2 separate regions of the Dromaius novaehollandiae genome follow, and region 2 is linked to region 1. Evidence: chromatin contacts called from public Hi-C data. All regions are on one chromosome and are shown on one strand. The core of a region is the stretch at or near the end of the contact, and the rest is flanking DNA. Distances in the headings are between cores, read along the strand shown.

Region 1 (4,785 bases), core at 1,929-4,428:
GACATGTTCCTGTTATTTGGCTAACTCTTAAGATTCTTCTCAAACGCAGGCTAAACTTGGGCTGAAGAATGAAGGACTGAATGTTTTGAAGATATACATACGGCCTGCAGTAAGCCAAAACAGATTAATAATGCTACACCTGGGCAGTTAGCTGCGCATGCTGACTATTAACATGAGGCAGAGAGCCAAGTGCCATTAACCTCCAAGGCATATCCTTGTTAGACCATAACACCCAACCTGTCATGTCTCATTGTTTCATTAACACAGTTCTGGAAAGCCTCTGATAAAGTCAGGGAAACTGTTGCCTCGAAATTAGCAGAGATTATAAGATTTTCCACATGGATACTGAAGAGAAGAAAAGGAAGATTATTATAATAATTTTAGAGGCATTAGAGATAACTGTGATAATTTTGCTTCTGATCTAAAGCCCAATGAAGTCAGTAAATGGGCTCCTACTCTTTTCTTCTGAAAGAGTGATTTTATTATTATAAATATGATTCTCCCCCACTCGTTTCTTAAATTAAATTAGAAGTTGCCTAGCCCAGAAGAAACCTGTAATGCATGTACCAAAATATTTGCATGACTGACAAGCTCTGTCTTTGAATCTTCATGAAAGGCATATAATTGTATTTAATGCAATTTATTTGTCATTAAAGAAAGAAGCTTTGATCCAAACATCTTTGCAACAGAGATCCAAGCAAACTAAAACTCCAGGTCTATTTTAAAGCAATGTGTATTTAACATTCATTCCTTTCCTTATCTTATTAGGAAATTTACTTCCTAGTAGATTATATAAACATCATAACAAAAAAAAATTATACTTATATAACTTTATTAATGCCTTGTAAGTTGTAGCTGGACTAGGTTTTTTGTTGTTGTTATTTTTAAGAAGGGACATTCTCAATTAATTTAAGCACAAAATCTTCAAGACAAAGATTACTGGTCTACCACCAGCCTGGAAAGCTTAAATAGCATCTAACCAAGTAGGTTTCTCCTGCTTCATTGGGTCCAGAACACAACTGACAAATATAAACAAAGAGCTTAACTGGGAAAGAAGGTAAAGGAGATTTTTTTAAACCTTAATGGGAACAATTTCATGAATGACTTCAATGCCAGTGGCAGCTTGTCTGCATTTAAATAACACTCTGCAGTGTGCGCATGGCCAACACAGACATTGTACTCCTATCCACAAAGGAGGAACCACTATAGCTGGTTTTTTCCTTCCTTTTTTGGTTTAATCAAGACATGAGCAAAACAAATGCTCCAGAATGTGATCAGTTAAACAAAACAAAAAAGAAAAACCTCAAGTTCTGTAATAGAGAAAGCTGTGGGGGTTTCCCCTGCCAAATGCCTCCAGGAAACTTTCTGTGGGAGTTGGGACACTCAACTCCCAGAATCTGGCCCCCAGTGAGGAATTACAACATGCCAAGCCAAGAAGATGGGGAGGGTAAAAAGAAAAAAGGCAGGAAGGAGGGAAAATTCTACACTGATTGTGAAATCATCATCTAAATTCCTATTACTCATTTGAAATATTTTTGTAGAGAGGAGGAAAATTAGTTAGAAGTCATGATTACTTTTTCAAAAAGCTTCAAAAATCATACTATTTTGACTTTCAAACTGGTTCTTATCCATGTGAAAAATTATTATTTTAACTATAGTATTTAAAAACCACACCAGCACAATCACAACACCCATACTGGATGTGACCATCTTTTCGTCACATCAGTCTCTGCAGCCTCTCTGAGACTGGCATATACCGGATGCTTAGGGAAAATGTAAGACTAGAGCGAGCATGTGGTAAGATTTTCCCAGATTATTCTCCCAGTGTCAACACAATTCGCAGCTGTGAGACTCCTTAAATCTAGAACTCCTGAAGCCAGGTGAACTTGTAGCATCCCCAGCCTCTGCTCAACAGCTTAGATACTGCTACAAACCACTGTTTGTTGCTTTGAACCTAAGCCTAAAGTTTTTAATGCCCTCTGGGTCTCATATTGCAAGAAGCAGTAAACAATCAATTCATCATCTCCTTGCTTGTGGCATTGAAAGATTTTTGTCACATCCTTTCTCGGTGGCTTCTTTCCACAAAAAGCAGTCCCAAGCTAATCCACCATAGTACAGAAGCTGTTCCCTACCTTCGATAATCACTGCTGCTCTGCTCTGAATCTTCTCTATTTCTGCTCTATCTTTTCTGATGTGAAACAACCCTTAGCCGTTTTCTGTGCTGTCAGCTTTTGTCTATTTATTCCATCCTGGGAAGCTTCAGTGTGGACAACAGCGGAACCAAAGCGTCTCTGAAAATCAGGAGTGATAAGTGCAAAATTCAGATACTCTCCTCGATTCCTCAGGGTCTGGCAGACAAACTCATTCTTTAAACAAACAAACAAACAACAAAACACAACAGGTTCTCACTCTAAATCATCTAGCTTTTGAGTGAAGACAAATCAAATTTGTTAAGCAGTGAATATTTTGAGAAAAGAGAGAAGGCAGTCGGGGAACAGAGTCACCGATAAAAACATTTCTGTGATGTTAAATGCAAATTCTAACAGAACCATGCTAGTTTGAATTATTATTCATATGAAGATCCTCTTATTCCATCCAGACAGACATGGAAATTGTTGTGCTGTAAATACAAAGCTCCTTTAGAGTGCCTGAACAGTAGAAAAGAGATCAGGCCCAGTGAATTTACATTTCTAGAATATCCTTGCTAATTTAACCTGATCTCAAAAGGGCGCTGAAATATAATTGCCAGGCTCCAGACTGCAAAAGGTCCATTCTGTAAAGTCTGTTTTCCATTTGTTTTTAAGCAACAACCAGTGCATGCCTTGGAGAATGTCCCAGGAGGTAAACTTGGGTTTCTTGTCCCCAAATGGAAGGACAGAATTAGCTGCTTCTTTAGGCATTTTCCACTCCTTTCCTTAGATTCATTGTGAGCTCTCCAGGGAGAGGACTGGAGAACCAGATGAGGAAATCATGTGTATCAGGATGCAGGGGGGGGGGGGGGGGACAGGAGGGATGGAGACATGAGGGTATGAACTCTTTCCCCCCAGCCCCACGTTGTCGGCTGGCTGGGGCTGGCCAGAGAACCCCCAGGCTCATCACAGCTGCCGCACGCCCGGCAGTGCCGCTGGGAACAGCCCGACCTGAGCAGCCGGCTCGGGAAGTAAAACACAGCGCCATCAGAGCAACGCTGGCGTTTAGGAAAGGCTGCCAGCTGCACCGAGGCTGAATGATGACACAGCCCTCCAGGTCTCCAGCGCTCACTCAGTTCGGGGTCAGAAGTCAAGAAGTTTTGCTTAACGGGAGAGCACAGGAGCGGGCCTTTGGCACGGTATTTAGGGACCGGTTGTAGCTGTGACGACATTTAAAAAAAAGTTGTGGAGCTTCAGCCACAGAGGCGGAGATGTAGCACTCACAGCATGCATTCTAATAATTTCTGTTTATACAGCTTTTAAGAAAAAAAATAACTAGAACTAATTCCTTTTGTGTGGGAATTGCTCTGGTTTAACTCAAAGGTCATTTTAAAGTCTGTATGCATTTACAGTACTAGACAAATATTTGTCAAATATACAGGCTGCTGGTCTCACTTGAAAGATAAAGGTTATGGGGGAGGAGGGGAGGAAGAAAACCAACACACAACTCACAACTGAATGAACCTTAAGGAAAACCATCCATCTGCCAGAGAGCAACACCCTCCTGCTAGCAGAGACTGCCACCTTTTGGAGAACACTCCGTGAGGCTGAGCGGAAAGAGGACACTTCGCCTTTCCCTGTAAATTTCCAGTCTTACTTCTGTATTCGCCTGTATGTCAGCAAAGTCAAACAGGCTTTAAGTTGTCAGCTTATTTCCAGCAGGGGAAAGAAGAGCATTTACAAGACTATCCCTGAACTCTGCTAGATTTTTACTCCTTTTCTAAAGCAGCAAGGTACATTTTTAGAGCCTGTCCTACTACTTTTTCAATCTGCTAGCCAATTTCAATCACATTTGACACAGGGGAAATATCTCAGATAAAAAAAATCCCAACTAGCTTCCTGCAAATTAGAAGCTGAGAAGATGAGGCATGAATTTGAACATAGCTCATTTGAGGACATTTTTATATCATGCATGAAACACGATTTTTAAAGATAGCGGCTAAGGGTTTTCAGATGAGCGCTACCTTCAGTCTGACATCAAAATAGGTCATCAGATTTCAGAAGAGCTCAGTAATGCAAAAGCTGAGCTCTTGTAAAAGTCTTTCCACTTCTGTTGAAGTGGAAGCCACCAAGTCAGTCATTTCTGCCATATTCCTTGCCCCTCTCATCAGAGTGGGGGTGGTGGTGGTTTTTTTCCTCTTTTTTTCTTTTTCTTTTAATCTAGCTGCATGATTTCAACCACATTTGGAGAGACAGACAGAGGTCTCAGGGATATTAAGGTCTTGTAAGAGTCATGACAATAGGTAGGGAAAGGAAGGACAGCCTTTATACCCTCATGGGGGGACAGACTGCAGCCAGAGCTCAACCATGTTATTAGACACCAGGAACCACACAGGAAACCAGATATCAGTAAGCAGTTCCAGGGGCTTAGCAAGTTATATGTCTGCTGCCTGTTTTGACTAGCAAACATTTTATCTCATGATGCAATCTTTAGCTGCACCCCACTGTGAGATCCCAGTCTTGATCTACCTTTTTCCTCCCCGTTTTTCTTCTTATAAAAATGGTCTTCACACTGGCATTGGGTCTCTCTCATTTTCTCTCTCAGACAGGGCACTCTGTAGCTTCAATCTACCACAGAAGCCTTCTGAACAACCAC
Region 2 (5,252 bases), core at 834-3,333, 270 kb before region 1:
TGTTTTCCTTTTTCAGCAAGTGGGATCCCAGCGTTTTAGCGTCAACATGCCTCACAAGTTCAGCATTCACAATTACAAAGTGCCCACCTTCTGTGACCACTGTGGTTCATTGCTCTGGGGTCTTTTGAGACAAGGTTTACAATGTAAAGGTAAGGATTACCACTTCAGAGCTTTTCTTTGTTTCTGTGTGAGTGCAGTAGACTTGGAAAGACCTTCCCTATTGTAATCAAAAATTATGTTACTCCCATAAAATCATTCTGTCCTTTCTAGGATGTACAGAAATTAATAGAAAGCAAACAGCAGAATGTTGTGGGTGTTGCCATGGTGGTAAGATGCGATACAAGCCAATGGTGGATGTAGACAACAAAGGTGCAGAAACAAATTCTGCACTGGCAGCTGTGTAGGTTTATTGCCACATAGGAAATTAGAAGTTGACATAAAATTAGGAGCATGACAATTTACATCCCATCAGCTCATATGCCTTCAGTGTTCTCAGGGTTGTAGTGGTGGTTGTTAAACTTTTGAAATTGTTATTCTGGTAGGATGGCTTATGCAGTACCACTTTACACTGCTTTTTTCCTTTATCATCTTCAAAAATGACTGTATGTATTGAAGGCTAGGCAGAACAAATGTTGCACCATACCCAGAACATGAGGTTTTTTTATATCTAGCTAAATCATGCTTTGTGATAATCTGCCTAGCCCCTCTGTTCAGAAAGGAAAGGATTCATCACGTTCTGTAGCTCATGGATTATATATACTGGACTGCTTATGAAGTTTCTGAAGGAAACTAATAGAAACAGTTGGATACATATTTCCTTGTTTGAAGCAGAGATATATATTCTAAAATGAGGAGAAAACAGTACATACACTTGCAAAGAAATGTAATGTTTTTAAAATAATGAGTAAATTGCTGTAATTAGTGCATTTATGCAAATGATGTCCTGAAGATTATGTCAGATCCTTAGGAAGTAGTACCTAATGGAATTATAAACATTTTCATATTATGGCACCTTTATGAATGGGTAGGTTCATATTCATAAATATAAAAAAGACATTATGTGCTCTTCTAAGGGGCAGAAACACTGAGTTGTGTATGTGGAAAACCCTGTAATCTATTAATAAAATTTATCTTTTGCAGTTATTCGATATAAGACATAATTATATGTGAATTATTTGTGACCTAATGTTTCAAGTCACAAATTGCTGACCAGCAAGGGAAAGAAGATTGTCTCATGACAAAGTGATACATGATAAAGAGCATTCTGGAGTTTAAGCCTTCCCCTGTGGTTCCAGCTAGTGCTCAGTGATATAATGTCAGACTCTAAATACTGTTACTTCACTATTATTAAAGATTTTATTCAAAAGCTATCTTAATTATAGTGGAGCTATGTTCAGAGAAGATTTTTCAATTAAACCCGATTCTTTTGCTCTTTAATTTTTAATCAAAGCTATAGTATCTCTCTGCTTAATCTGTGAATACATTAGTTTGTTGTCATATTCTCTCTCAAGTACCATACTGGCTCATTTTCTGTTAACTGTTGGAAATAATGTTTATCTCGTGTATGAATATACAGTATAGGAGATGCATACAAACACTAGTTCAGAGAGCCTATGTTGCTTTCTATATGGTCATAAAATTTGTGCCTACAAAATATGGCATGGTCTGCATGAAATCTAGAACTCATCTGAGCTGGAAATGTAATTTTCCCTGTGCTTTGTTTTCTCTCTTAACAATTGTCGAACAGTGCTCCCTTCTTCAGAGATGTACTTGCATGTCCAGTGCAATAGCATCACCAGATGCATAGCATCTCCAGATGCATAGCATCATGAGAAGCGTATTCCAGGCAATTATTCCTGTATTTTTTCACTGCTTATTCCTGTACTTCTTTTTACAAAACATTTGCATGGAGTTGGAGTATACAAAATTTTCCTGCTTTCTTTATTTCAAGCAGTTCAGTTCCTGTATGTCTGCTATTACGGGTCTCAAGTCAAATATTTGACTTGCCACTAAGCTTTGGTCACCAGATACACTTGCCTTGAAAATACGATGCATAGCAATTTCTTCTTGTTATTCTGGTGAGCAGAAAGGCACTTGAAAATCAAAGGCACCTGCTTTCTGAAGTGCTTATGGTTACCTCATAAATAATGCCTATGCGCACAGCTGTTTTTAATCTCGTTAAAACTCTGTTGAAAACTTTGTTGGCTAACAATATAATAAAAATATAGCTTTAGAAATACATACCTTTTTTGATTTTTTTTGTCTAATGAAAGTAATGAAGTGAGAAATTTGACCGACTGAGTGTTAATATAGTACTTTATTACACTTGGGAGTTTTGCTTTCTTTATGCCTTGTTCCACAAGAGGGCAGTGAAGTCTAAGATAAAAGGTGTTCCCTGACTCCTGACAAAATCATTCTCTGTTATTTGTAATGGATCAGATGTGTTCTCCCCCACACCGGGAAGCAATGTAACTTTTTTCCCCTTACTAATATGCTAGTGAAGGTATTTAAGAGGAAGACCGTAGTAAATGGATTGTGATCTAAAGACAGAGGCAGTTTGATAGTGCTATAGACTTCTAATAAAACACTCTTGATTTTATGCCTGACTATAGCAGGAGTTAATCTTCTTGAGTAAAATAGAGTAAGAGGCATTAATAATATGAAGGACTTACGTTGCTCTGACAGAGTGAGAGCAGTGAATGGTTATAAAATCTAAGCTCTGAAGGTTTTTTGTAGTTCGAACTCTATTTAAGATTTATAGAATCATTAAGTGTTTTCTTTTGTTCCCATGTCTGTTTTGGGGACTGTCTGAAGCCACTGTTCTGGATGCTCGTAGCAGAAGAATGATAACCAGGTTAATCATTTTATATTTCCATTCCAAGTGCCATTGTAAATCCAGCTAAATATTTTTCTACTGAAATTGCATTGTGTTTGAAAAAGATATTGTTAGATCCAATAAGGTCTGATCTAAGTGAGACAAAATGCATGCTAAGGTAATATTTCATTTACTTAAGATTTTTTTTTCCTGACACATTTCGCTGCAGTTTGCAAGATGAATGTACATCGACGCTGTGAAACAAATGTGGCACCAAACTGCGGAGTGGATGCTAGAGGCATAGCTAAAGTTCTTGCAGATCTTGGAGTCACTCCAGATAAGATTACTAATAGTGGGCAGAGACGGAAAAAGGTAATTTAACTATTTAGTGTCGCATAAAAAGTGAGATAAGCCTGTCTTCATTTTAACTTTAATAGTTAGGGTGGAATCCCGCTCACTTGACTTGCACAAAAATTTTTTTTTTAGATCAATGCAGGACTGAGATTTTGGTTCTTGATTTATACATGCAGATCATCTATTCTGAATTTCATTGTGAAATTTATTTTGATGTAGTAGAGTTTTGCAAACCTGGAGGCTATATAGCCTGGAAAGATTTACTCTCTTTAAATGAGGAGGAAGATTTGACAGAAAGACAAGGTCCGACACAACCATTCGTGAAAACATAAATGACTATCTGTCTCAGAATTGGTGTGGAAAAACTGATTGGTTGAAACACTACACTACTTCACGATAATGTTCATAAATGCTGATAAATGACCAGTATGCTGACTCTCATAAAGAGGAACTGTTTGTCAGCTGGTGGTTCCAGAGTTAATTGGATCCAGAGTTATCGTCACTGTTATAGGAAGAACTAGGCTGTTGTTCTTGGAGCAGGAAGTATAGGTCACCTTGTGTACATCCAAATTTGATGGAACTATTCTGTTTTCATAATGTGTATCCTGGATGAGAATTTGACCACACTTTCTATCTGTGTTTGCATGGTTGTGACAACAGAACCATTGCTCTCACTTACAGAAATAGAGAAATTTTACCATACTTTCATAAAATATTGTCTCTCTGTTCTGCTGTAGCCTCATTTTCCTGGTTATTGCACTCTTGGCCCCCCTGTACACTCCTTGAAAATGATACAGAAACATAGAAAACTCAGAAATAAATAAATTGAACTGTGACTCCTGAGAAAGCAAATTGCCATGTTCTTATTTCATTAGTGAGTTTGTAGTGCTTGTTGATATTTGATGTAGTTAAATGTATTTACCAGATAGATTTATACACAGGCTCAGGGTGGCTATTCAAAAACTTTCCTGCTCACTGAGTATGATTATTACATTTAATTCTTCTTAAGAACTTTCATTTTTCTGAATTTCTGGCTCTTTTTCTGTTTATAGTCTGGTCTGTGTTTGAAGAGATGCCATATGTTGTATGGGTTGTGGTCCAGCCAGGGAGATTCATCAAGGCTAGAACATCTTGAGTTTCCTCCGTACTTTCTACTCATGAATTAATGTTATTAAATTAAATTTCCTCTTGGCACTCTGTTCTGGAGGATCTCATTGCTGAGTACCCCTTTTGGAATTGTTCTTAGCTGATTGCAGGTGCAGAGACTCAACAACAAGTTCCTGGAACCGCATCAACGGAAGATGATAGGTCGAAGTCAGCACCAACTTCTCCATGTGATCAAGGTTGAATAACTTTTCTTATTTCCTAACTGATACATATTGTTTTAATATCCTTGACTATGAGGAGTAAAATTGCTATTGCAATCAGCTCCAGCCTTTGTAGATCCAAATCAACAAGTAGTTACCACCAAAAAATGGAGCATCTACTAAGAAAGTTATGAAATGTAAAAATCTTTTAAAGAGGCCTGCTTCTTGTTTCATTTAAACCTGTAAAATTAAATGGCTTTCAAAGTGAAAATTATAAAACAGTCATCTTAACATATTGCTAATTTTACTGAATGAGCCTGTGCCTCACTAAATGCCTTTGCATAAGAAGAATATATTTTCTCTTGTAAGTGTAGGAACATTTTAGATAGTACCACGGGTCCTGAGCAAGCTTTTATTTATCTGAAGGATAGTTAATAAGTTTTTGAGATGAAACTGTCTTTTTGCAATTCCTTGTTGAGTGTTTGTGAAAATAACAACTTCCATCTGATTAGACTGTGGTAGAATGTCTGTGTGGTCTTTAGAGATAAAGATGAAGATATGAAGATACAGAGATGGTTTTATGAAGATAAAACCATGTTTCTTGTCAGTCGTTCTTTTCATGCATTCATTTAGAAACAAATATTGTAACCCTCAATGATGTGACCTGATTTTATTGAACTGAATAGCCTGACTGACAGAGTGCATATGTCAGCAGCACTTTCAGAATCTAGTCTGCTCTATGTTTTTAAAAATCAGATAGTGTGTGAGGTATCTTT

The links. A called contact is a pair of places that touch in the nucleus more often than the background predicts.
Region 2: a Hi-C map of brain shows a contact between it and region 1, with 11 times the contacts expected there. The contact joins two enhancer-like sites. A contact is called at or near these places in 3 of 4 Hi-C or Micro-C datasets (brain, liver and ovary).

The regions. Positions count from the first base shown.
Region 1 is chr3:97,943,089-97,947,873 of bDroNov1.hap1, reverse strand. No RefSeq gene overlaps it. Among named protein-coding and RNA genes, the nearest start is that of TMEM247, 37 kb to the right of the region's middle. Within about 2 kb of position 3,178, at least 2 of the 2 cell types and tissues checked have open chromatin away from gene starts, as enhancers often do.
Region 2 is chr3:98,212,097-98,217,348 of bDroNov1.hap1, reverse strand. It overlaps PRKCE (protein kinase C epsilon), which reads left to right. Exons shown (of 15, transcript XM_026121196.2): 6 at 17-149; 7 at 3,045-3,187; 8 at 4,416-4,512. Among named protein-coding and RNA genes, the nearest start is that of EPAS1, 160 kb to the right of the region's middle. Within about 2 kb of position 2,083, at least 2 of the 2 cell types and tissues checked have open chromatin away from gene starts, as enhancers often do.